Linked DNA regions of Ovis canadensis: region 2 is linked to region 1. A link is a contact called in public Hi-C data. All regions are on one chromosome and are shown on one strand. The core of a region is the stretch at or near the end of the contact, and the rest is flanking DNA. Distances in the headings are between cores, read along the strand shown.

Region 1 (5,524 bases), core at 76-2,575:
ACCCAGAGCCCTGGTTAACAGCTGGGAGAGAACTGAGGCACATTAGGGTGAAAGGCTTGACCTGAGCTCACCCCACCGGCTCCACCCTGGGGCCCTCCAAACCTGCCATCCAGCTCCTCTCCCCAGTTCCTGCCAGACTGACGCAGGGGTGGAGGCACTGCTGCCACCCTCTCCCCCTTCTAGGAAGAGGCCGTGCCCTCTCCCTTCCATGACTCTGTCCCTGACTTCCCCTGGCCCTTCACCCTGTGACGTTTCCCCTGCTTTGCTGCTGGAGGTGCTTGCAAAATGTTTACCAGGCCCTCTTCGGCCTTCCCTCCACATTTCCTGGCCCACCTTGCCCCCCAACCCTGAGTTCTCCCTTTGAGAGTTTGGGCTATTCTAAACTGGGTCTGTAACCTTGAAGTTGCGGGCTTCCCTGGTGGCTCAGCGGTAAAGAATCCACCTGCCAAAATACAGGATTTGACCCCTGGGTCAGGAAGGTTCCCTGGAGAAGAAAATGGCAACCCACCTCAGTGCTCTTGCCTGGAGAAGCCCAGGGACAGAGGAGCCTGGTGGGCTACAGTCCATGCGGTCACCAAGAATCGGACATGACTGAGCGACTAGACAACAAAAACCTTGAAGTTGATCTAATGCTGAGGCCCTCTTGCCCCCTATTTATCCTAAATAGTACCTGGGAAAATACTCTCCTTTAACATATTCATTCTGGTAAAGCTTCAGGACCCAACTGAGGGCCAGGTAGGGAGCCCGAGTCGACCCCTAGGTTCTGCATCCCCTTCCTTCACTGACCGCTGCCATTCCTGCCAAAGGGTGTAACCCAAAGACTCCCAGCCCCACCGGCTTATCCTCTCACCTGGCTACGTATGTCTGCACAAGCCAACACACTCCCAGACACACAGGGCTCAGTCTAAGGATATAAAAATGCCAATTTCCAATTGCTACCTAAGTCATACTGCCCTTTCCACTTGCTAGAAATCAGTGTCTTCTTTCCCCTTGGCATGACCTCCTCCTCCTAGGCATTTAGGGGAGACTGTGCTCTGTCTAGGAGGGGGAGAGTAGAAGTGAGCTCCTGTCCAAAGTGACCACCCCCCCTTCCCCAGATCCCAGGCTAGTTGGGAGTGGTGAGAAAAGCCATCATAACCCCACCTTCAGTCCCAAAGCTCAAATCCATCCGTTCAGGCCAGGCAGAGGCAATGTTTTCTTTAATTCTGTCCCATAATATCCTCAACTAAAATCTCCCATGTGCTGTGTATTTGACACCGGGGACTGTGGCTGTCCCCAGCCCATGACTCAGACCTCGTCTTTCACCAGTGAGTTCTTTCTTCCCCATCGATTCAGCTCTGCACCCGCTGACCCAGTCACGGCTGGTGGAAGAGGGCGGGGAGAGTTTGGAGAGTGGGCTTTAGGACCCAACGGGAACCTGTGCCTCTTGCAGCAGCCTAACCCAGAAGCAGGGGGGAATCCTGAATCGAGCTGAGAGGGCTTCCCCGGTTCTCCTGGGAACCCCATCGCCCCCCGCCGGCACGTACCTGAGCAGGTAGGACCTCGAACACCCCTTCCCAATTCTGCCTCGGCCGCCTTCCGCCCGGCCTCTCCGCTTCTCATCTGACCGTTTCCCTCTCGGCAGTTCAGGCTTTCCCCATCTCTCCTCCCCCACGGCTCGCTGTAGTCCAGGGAGGTGGGGGCCTGGGAGCTCGGAGCCCCTGCGCCCTCCGGCGTCCTTGCTGCACGCCCCTCAGGCATTCCCGTTCTCCGGCTAAGAATGGAAAGTGGGGGTAAGGTCTGCCCTGGCGCCAGACCCCGCACCCTCCTTTGCAGTGTTTCCTAATCCCCCTTCCCCCACCTCACCTCGAGGGGAGAACTGGCACGCTAAGGTGACCGGGAGCGGGACCGGGAGACCGCTGGGGAAGCCAAGACTCCCTGGGGATTTCTCTCTTGCTTCCTCTCTGCCCTCCCTCCCCGCCCCTGAGAGCCCGGGACTTTGCCCCCCACTCCCTACTCTCCTTGTAGAACCAGTCTCCCCTTCCAGGCTCAAGGCACGTTGGAGTGGCCAAAGGCTGTGTGGGAGGGTGGTGGAGATTGTGAGCTTTTTGGGGGGGGTGGGGGTGACCTTTCCCTGGGGTGGGGGGAAGTTCTTTCAGGTTAGAGCCCTTCCCATCCTTGCCAACACCTCAACACCTATGGAAAAGCGGCCCCCCACACACCCACTCCGTGTGTGTGTGTGTGTGTGTGTGTGTAGACCATATGGTTGTAAGATCTATAAGCTTGGGATAGAGGTGGCTATATGCATGGAAGGGGAGAGATCCCAGAGTGCGGCCCAGGCCAGAATAGAATCAGCCCAGATGGCTGGGGAAGGGGGTGTGGACCAAATCAGGGAGGCCACCCAGCCATGCCAGCTCCCTGGGCTCCTTGGCTTTCAGAGCTCGAGCTCCTGGTGTTGCCCTGAAGCTTCTGCCCTCCTGCAGGCTCTCTGGGAGAGGGGTGGATGATACCTGGTGTTTTCGGTGACTCGTTTGTCCCTCTCCTGGGGGGCTGACAGGCCTTGTTCTCTGAAGATCTTGGGCATCCCATTCTGGTTTGGTGGGTCGGCAAGAGGGGTGTATGACTTGTCTGAGTAACCGTGTGTGTAAGTGTGTGTATTGCCTCTGGGTGTAGCAGACTGGGCTGAGGAGCCATGGAAGGGACAGGTCACACTTTGAGGGAACCCCTCTAGCTCTCTGTGTGGTGGGTGGGTGGCGCACCCCTATCTGGTCACTCTATCTAGGTGTAGGGTATGTTCTGTATTCCTCCATGATCCCCCAGATCCCCTAAGGGGTGCTTTTGGAGGAAAATGTGGATAATGGAGCGACTTCAGACTCAGTTTTGCTCTTGACCAAGGAAGGAAAGTAAATTCTGCTTGTGAGCAGTGGACTGAGAATCAGGCCTGAATTTGAGACTCAGCTCGCTTATTTGACTACGTGCATTTATGCAGGTCTCTAAGCCTCTAGTTTCTTAATTTATAAAATTGGCTATTAGTAACAAGCCCAGCTTGCCTGATAGGGATGCAGCCATAAAGACCTCATAAGACGATGTATCCTACAGCCCAGTACAAACGGTAGTGGGTGGGGGTGTGGCGGGGTGGGGGGGCGGGGATGTGCTCCAGCATGGGATTCTTTTTCTAATCTAGGTCATCTCTCTGCCTTCAGTTTCCTCCCCCCATCCTTGCCCATCTCTGGGATGGAGGAACCAGGTTGTTGCCCTAGGGGCTGCAGAGTTCCCCTAATGCGGGTCATAGCTGGCTATCAGCTCTCTGGTCCTCTGGGGCTCCACACCTTCTCCCCTGAGCCCCGTCTCCACCTTCCTCCTGCCATTCCTGCTCAGCGTCCTTGTCCCTGTCTCTCCCCTGCCCAGTGGCCTCCTTGTCCGGCTCACTGGGCAAGAGCCCTAATCGGATTCGACAGCTGAGATATGTGTGGCGGCCGAGAGCAGGCGGGAGGGAAGCCAGTGGGAGGATGGTATGAGGGCTGCCCCTGGCACTGCCCAGGCCTCCCAGGCACCACCTTGGGCCTGCTGACTCCTGACTTGGCTGGGCCCCAGGGGAGGGGTGCCAGGGGAAGCTCAGGAACGAACAGGCTGAGGTCTGGAGATAAGGGGAGGGGGGAACACACGTAGGCCCCTAGGACCTCCCTGATATTTAGTGCCCTTAATAAGCACTTCGGACTCTGACAGGCTCTGATGGGAGGAGAGGAGAGCAGGTGAGAGCCTGGCTGGCCTGCCCTGCTTCCTGTATCCCTAGGGCTCTGCCTTCTTCTCCCTTCTTGTTCAGAAATGTGTTCACTTCCCCCCTGCAGCCCCTCTGGCCAGTTCCTCCTGGAGGGTCGCCTCTGGGAGCTGCTGGGGGCACTTGTGTCTGCCTCTCTCCAAGCTGTTTCCTCCCCTCCGAGGTATTTCTCTCACTCCCTCCCTGGGCCAGGAGCCAAGACTCCTGGGTTTCCCGCCTGCCTCCTGGTGCAGAGCTGCCCTGCAGGCCTCCAGAGAGTCGCTAAGCTGGTTTCCTTCCTCCTGCGCAGGGAGGGCCTTCTCCCAGGGCTTGGAGGTGTCAGGAGTCCCAGGTAGGATAGGGGTGGAGGCTCTGTAGCCCCTGGCACCCAGCGTCTGGCTCCTCCCTCCCAGCCTCTGACTCAGCTTGGGGGCAGCATATGCCCAGCCTGGCAGGCATGACCTGTTCTTGCCTCCAGGCTTCCATCTTTATGTGTGGGAGCCAAGACCTCTCCTCTAAAGCTTTTTTCCCCATGGCATCTGGGGGTGGCTACCAAAACCCCTCTGTCTGCACCCACACATTTAGGGGAATGGGGGATTAGCATAATTGAGGCTGGGGCACTATTTTGTCTTCCTTCCAGCTGGGCCAGGATGAAGAGAACCAGCACAGAGTTCCCCACACCGATTCCCTCTGCCCTCAAAAGACCAGTCCGTGGAGCCAGGCCCTGCCCTCTCGGTGCCCACAGTGTGGTTGGCACTGATTTGTCAGAAATTGGGAAGGTTTCCCTCCAGACCGCTGGCCTCCTCTCCCCCTCCCGTGGGGTGAGGACAGCTCTCAGATTGTAGGCACTTATGGGCAGGCCTCCCCCTAGGGAAGGGGTGTGGGGTGCCCCCGAGATGGCCAAGTTGGCACTCGTCCCAGGCTGGAGGGCTGGACCTGATTTGGGGCTGGGAGTTTGTGGGGGAGAGCAGGACATGGGCCTCCCTGCCCCCCTCATTTCCTGCTCTTTGGGCAGCTGTGGGCGAGAAAGGCTGCAGGGACTATTTTTAGTTGGTCTGTCCCCTGGCAGGAGGGACGTGCAGAAAAGCACGGGGCAGGCAGAGGGGCTGGCCAAGGTGAGGGCAAGCCGGCGGGTGGAGGAGTGAGGAAGGGCCAGCGGGGCAGTAGACAGAGCAAGGAGAAGGCGTGGCAGACAGAGGTAGGGCCTTAAGAAGAGGGTCCTGACCAGAGGATGCGCTGGACTGGGCCGGGAGTCTTGGGGACCCCCAGGGCTCTCTCTATCCCAATAGAACCAGAAGGGGCTTTGGAGGCACCTGGCCCATCCCTTTGACCTACAGAGCGGGAAAGAGGGGATCTGATTTGCCCTTGGACATTCACCCCATCATTGGCTGCTTTGGAACCCCAATCCAGGCCCCTTGTGCCCTTTGTTTTTCTCTTGTCACAGTCCCTCCCCCCACTGGGCTGTGCTACCTCGTCTGTCTGTCTGTCTGGCAGCAAGTAGGGCCTGGCCAGGCTCCTGGTCTCTTTCCCTCTCTGCTTGTTTATGCAGGGTCTTTGGTAAACCCCAGCTTGGTTTGTTTATAAGTCTCCGCCGTGTGTGGAGAGAGTCTGTGTCCAGGCTGGAAGGAGGTCAGGATTGGGGTTTGTTTAGGTGGCCTGTGGCCACTGGTGTGAATCGAGGTGCTGGGCGAGTTCCAACAGTCTCACGGGCTGGCTAGCCAAGAGCTTGGAGACACCTTTGAAAAGGGGCATCCGGCCTAACCCCATTTTAGGGACCCAGCGAGGGTG
Region 2 (5,593 bases), core at 2,685-5,184, 220 kb after region 1:
CCAGCTGTGGGGCTACATCCCCCTGGGCAGGTGAGGCTGTGTAATCGTCGCTTGATTCTCCCTCCTCCCAAGTCAGTGCTCTGCATCCAATGGGTTATGAGAAATGTTGGCTGTACTGAACACAATGGCTGGCAAGAAGTAGGGGCTTTGTATGTATTTGACAATGAATAAACAGTTATTTAGTTGGCTCATGGGGTGGAGTGGCAGAAGCGTGAGCTTGAGAAGCCAGCTAGAACTGGTTGAAATCACTTAGTAGCTTTATCAAATGGTAGCTGTGTGATTTTGACAAAGCTCCTTAACTTCCCTGAGCCTCAGTTTCCTCTTCTGTAAAATGGGATTCAAGTAGAGTTGTTCTGAAAATGAAATGGGATTAGATGGGAAGCTTAGTACAGTGTGTAGGGCATGATAAAATCCTAATAAAGTTGTAGTTATTCTTTTATTATGATTTTTTGATGTAGTGTTAATCACTCAGTTGTGTTCGACTCTTTGTGACCCAATGGACTGTAGCCCACCAGGTTCCTCTGTCCTTGGAATTCTCCAGGCAAGAAATACTGGAGCAGGTTGCCCTTCCCTTCTCCAGGGGATCTTCCTGACCCAGGGATTGAACCCAGGTCTCCCACATTGTGGGCAGATTCTAATGTGCACCATTTAAAAAAGTCTTTACTGAATTTGTTATAATATTGCTCCTGTTTTATGCTTTGGTTTTTTGACTATGAGGCGTGTGATATCTTACTTCCTTGGCCAGGGATTGAACCCACACCCCCTGTATTGAAAGGTGAAGTCTTAACCACAGGACCATCAGGGAAGTCCCAAGCTATAGTTATTTTTGCTGGCTGTGTTATCGCAGGTAAGTTACACAAGTTCTCTAAGCTTAGGTTTCCTCACCCGTTGTCATAAGAATTCAGCAGGAGATGGTGCAGAGCACAGTCCTGGAGCACCATAGCCACTCAGCACCGTGAGCCGTGAGCAACCAGGTTAGGGCCCCTCCCCTTCTTCGAGGCTGCTTCCACCCTGGGGCTCCATGTTTCCTGAAGTCCCTTTCTTGACCCTCCCCTCCTCCAACCACTGTCTCCCAGCTCTGAGTCCTCCAGAAATGAAAGCTCACAAGTTCTGAATAGTCCATGTCCAAGTTTGGGGGTAAGGGGGCTTGGGCAGGAGCTGGGTAGGGAGGCTGGGGTAGAGGAGGTATACAGTTCTTGGACCGAAACCCAAGTTCTGCCTTTGACGGGATTGGAGGATGCCAGATGGGTCTGGGCCTGCGTCTTGTATGGAGGGGCCATGCAGAGGGTTGGGTCTGTGAACAGCTCAGGCCTTGTCCTTCTCTCTGCTGCCCTTTTCCTGAACTATTGGGTCCAGAGGTTGCCAGCAGCAGCAGCAGTGCCCTCAGCAGATGAGCATCCCTGACAGAGGGGAGCAGAGCAGGTGTGTGGTGGAAAGGGGGGTTCATGCAGGCAAGCCTGGGGGGGTCAGCTGTCAGGGAGGGCGGGCAGGAGGAAGCCCTGGTGCCTCTGTGGGTGACTCCTGGCGCCTGGCTTGATCACACGCCTTTGGCCACGTCCACCCCTCCCCAGCCTGCGAAGAACGTGCCCCTCAGCCATTGCATGTGATCATGTTTCTGCTCAGCTCTGAGTGCAGTTTGCATAAACCATACAAGATAAATGTGCACGAGTTCCCAGGCCCCTTTGTAAACATTGGGAAAGAGTTTGGGGGCGTTTCATCTGCGCCATCTGTTGAACTTCACAATGTCAGATATTTACTTAGAGCAATGATCATCTCTTGTGTCCTAAGCGAGTTCTGACCCAGCCTCGGAGGACGCCGGGACCAGGCGTGTTTCCTCCCCTGCCCTCTGGCTCCTTTGCAGTCTGACCTTGGGACCTACGGCCACGAGAGGGAACTAAACGAACCCTCAGTACCAGGCAAAACCTGCCCCCGCCCTGTCCTGCAGGGAGATGTTTATTTCCCCAGAGATGAGAATCCAGAGGCACGCTCTGCAGTGGTCACTGTGACGCACTTGAACAGCCCAGCAAGTGAATGCCCTGAGGCCGACGAACAATAGGCCAACGTAAGGGTTTCTCCACCTTCAAAGTGGAGAATGTGGGAGGCAGAGAGCTGACAGCCGCCGGGAAGTCTGAATCGAGCCACACACACTTGCCCGCACGCAGAGGAGCCCGAGGGAGAAGGAGCTCAGTTTGATTCACGCCTTAGTAGAGCTGCACTGGCTGCTGAGCGAGGGCTGTGAATCTTCTCTGCCGCAGGCCCCTTGTCTGGATCTCTTTCTGGGCCTCAGACAAGATAAATGACAAGTGACAGGGAGGCTGGTGTTTGTGTGTGGTTTGTGTGTCTGTCTGTGTGATTTGTGTGTCTCTGTGTGTGTGGTTTGTGTGTCCATGTGTGTGTGTGTGTGGTTTGTGTGTCCGTGTGTATGGTTTGTGTGGGATGTGTGTGTGTGTGTGTGTGACAAGGCTTCTACTTCCTGCAGGGCCTCTTTCCTGGGGTGGGGGCTAGGAGGGCTGACAGGGTTGTTCTTTTGAGTTAAGGAAGAGATCCCCCTTCTTCCTTGGGGGGTTTTCCTATGGGCTCAGACCAGGGAAACTGGGCCATTTGTAACCCATTTCTGGCAAAGAAAGCCATGGGCCCATCTGTCTATAGGGCTAACCTAGCCCCTTCTTCCCAACCTGAGACTGGGAGGCTCAGGGAAATGCATGCGTGCTGTGTGTGTTTGTGTGAGTGTAGTGGGGGGTAGCTTTCTACCCACTGAGAACACTCTCCAAATCTAGCTCCCAGCTATGTCATCCTTAGAACTCACCTCTCCCCTCCCTCCCCCCGCCTTCTGCTCACCTCTCAGAATTGCTCCCCGCTCCCCATGTCATTTGCCTTAAACCCCTACCCTCAGAGGCCAGTTTCTTCTTCCTCAAACTGTTCACCCTCAACACAGAAATGCAACTGAGAACCTAACATCCAGAGCGGATTCTTTCTTAAAAAATCAGTTGCCTGATTTCCTTTGGAACCACTGCCATATTTCTTTTGCACTTCATTCTCCCCAGCCTAACGGCCAGGATGGAAACTACTGAAGAGGGAGAGGAGAGGTTCTTCTTAGGGACCTGCCGCAGGACAAGAGGGACAGAGCCTGCCTAAGAAGTGCTGGACAGTCTTGGATGGGGCTGGTGTGTGTGAGGGGGGATGTGTGCAAGCCAGTGTGGTGGACTGGGGGAAGAGCTCTGGATGGGAGCTTGAGAACCATCAAGTTCTACCATTGCCTAGAGCTCATGGGAGACCTCAGGAGAGTCATTTCCCTCTCCGAGCCTCAGTTGGCTCACCCATACAATGGGTGAGAAGCAGAGACTAATTTCAAAGTTGTCTTCCAGCTTGATTTATAAACTATAGGGGGATGGAAATGAATTTGATTTCCTTGTGGTTAGCAACTTTTTAAAATCTACCATTTATTGAACATTTTAACGATTACCAACAGTCCTTTTTAAGGATTTCCAAGCATTTTACATATAGGAATTCATTTACTGCTCAGAACCATCCTAAGAGGTAGGTTCTTTGGTCATCCACATTACGTGCATGCTAAGGCACGTCAATTGTGTCCTACTCTGTGTGACCCTATGGACTGTAGCCCACCAGGCTTCTCTGTCCCTGGGATTCTCCAGGCAAGGATACTAGAGTGGGTTGCTGTGCCCTCCTCTAGAGGATCTTCCCAACCCAGGGATTGAACTTGCGTCTCTTACGTCTCCAACATTGGCAGGTAGATTCTTAACCACTAGCACCACCTGGGAAGCCCCATCCCCATTACACAGATTAGAAGACCGAGGCACAGAGAGACCAGCCCACATAGTGCGGCTGAGATTCAAACCAGGAGGCCTGGCTGCAGAGTCCGAGTTCCAGGCATTCCAGGCATTGTGCTACATGTTTGCCAAATCCTCTCCATTTTGCTGTTGAGAAATCTGAGACTCAGAGCAGTTGAGCAACAGCTGAAGGTCACACAGCTGGGAAGCAGCAGAGATGAGAGTCCAAGTTGGCCAGGCTCCAGCGTCTCCACTCTCCCTCACCCACCTCCTGCAGTCCTGCCAGATCCTCAAGTCCCCAAAGCAAGTTTACCTACTTCCCCATGTTGCAGTGTCTCTTTAGGCAAATCAGTCCCTTCCTCGGACCTCAATTTTCCCAACTAGAGAATGATTAGAGGTTGGGCCAGTTGATCTTTGAGGTTCCTTGCAGCTCCATGAATCCATGGTTCAAGAGATGTGCAGCTTCAGGCTAAAAAGTCAGATTTATAGCCTGAGGTTGTACCTGAGAAGAAAGAGGGGGCAAGGCACTGGTGATGGAAATAAGAGGAGTTTCGGAGGAGTCGTGGGGCTGTGAACCATGAGGCAGATGAGAGAGAGAAAGAGAGAGGCCCTGGGTGTTCCCAGTGAGTCCCTTCCTTCATCCTAGGCCCCCGTCCCACCTCAGGGTAGAGAGCGTTGTGCAACCGAGCAGCAACCAGGCCAGCAGTGAGCCGAGGTCAGTGCTTTGAGACACAGCACTGTGGGGAATGGACACTGCTGGGGGTTTTGCAAATACTTGGAGGTATTTTAGAAAAACGTATGTGAAGCCGAGGTGGCGTGTTTGTGTGGTTGGCCTGCCTTCCTGCTCATGACGGCGCTGTTACATTCCTCCCCTTCAGGAAGGGAGGATATTCTCCCACGTGTAAGTTCACTAGGATGCACACACCAGCGTTCCCACCCTTAGGTCCCGGCATGCTCCCCTCAAGGCCCGCAGCTGTGCTGGGGTCACCCCTCCCATCATGGCAGCTGTGCTGATTAATATTGATGTGGCTGCTGGTGCCATGGCTCCACATGCCAGCCTCATCCTTCTCAGGGTGCCGGTCCTGGCTCAAGTCCAGTGCAGCCGGTGGAGGAGGGTACCGCAATGTGCTTATGAGATGAGAGAATGGGTTTCATTTCCAGGCAGGCTCTTTTCCCAGTGAGGCTCTTTTCGCTTTGGAAAATTATGGAGTCACCTTTTCCTGAGTGTCTCAGCTCTCTCCCACCTCCAGACCCTGAGCTATTACAGCGCCAGGTCCTTCAGACACCTCCTCATACATCACTGGCTGGGCTACCCTCTCTGGCTTGGAGAAGCCGGGGACTGGGCAGGCATCAGAACACCCAGTGACATGGATCCTGGGCCTGTGATGGGGACAGCGGCTGTTCCTTGATCCCTTCCCCTCCACGATGGGTGTCCACACAATGGAAGGCCATTGTTGCAATAGTGGCCAGGAAGGGTCAAGGGCAGATCTGACTCCCAAGCACCCAGTACAGGATGTATTACCTGGGTCCCCTCTCAAGCCCCCTGGATCCAGGATGCCTCGGCAGATGGGTGTCGGGGGAGGTCCTCCCTCTAAACACCATTTGGGAGCCTGGGGAGACTGACTAAGGGACAGGGGCTCCAGTTCCAGACTGAGCTGGGATAGATGAGCAGGACAGTGTGAAAGTGATTGAAGGGTCAGGGAGGGTTTCCAGGCACAGACGTTACAGGGACAACTTGGTTCTTTGCAGAGCTCGGCTCAGACTGTATGTCTAGATCACTGCTGACTGCACAGGCTTGGGTCCCG

The links. A called contact is a pair of places that touch in the nucleus more often than the background predicts.
Region 2: a contact with region 1 is called in a Hi-C map of lung, with 4 times the contacts expected there. The contact joins the enhancer-like site here to the promoter of RARA in region 1. A contact is called at or near these places in 2 of 2 Hi-C or Micro-C datasets (fibroblasts and lung).

What each region holds. Positions count from the first base shown.
Region 1 is chr11:48,957,508-48,963,031 of ARS-UI_OviCan_v2, forward strand. RARA (retinoic acid receptor alpha) reads left to right here and starts at 1,326. Exons shown (of 9, transcript XM_069543413.1): 1 at 1,326-1,534. It overlaps LOC138415185 (a long non-coding RNA gene), which reads right to left and starts at 2,006. Exons shown (of 3, transcript XR_011247153.1): 1 at 1,846-2,006; 2 at 1,527-1,753.
Region 2 is chr11:49,176,912-49,182,504 of ARS-UI_OviCan_v2, forward strand. No RefSeq gene overlaps it. Among named protein-coding and RNA genes, the nearest start is that of CCR7, 14 kb to the right of the region's middle. Within about 2 kb of position 3,935, the one cell type or tissue checked has open chromatin away from gene starts, as enhancers often do. A contact at or near this core is called in fibroblasts, where this site is marked.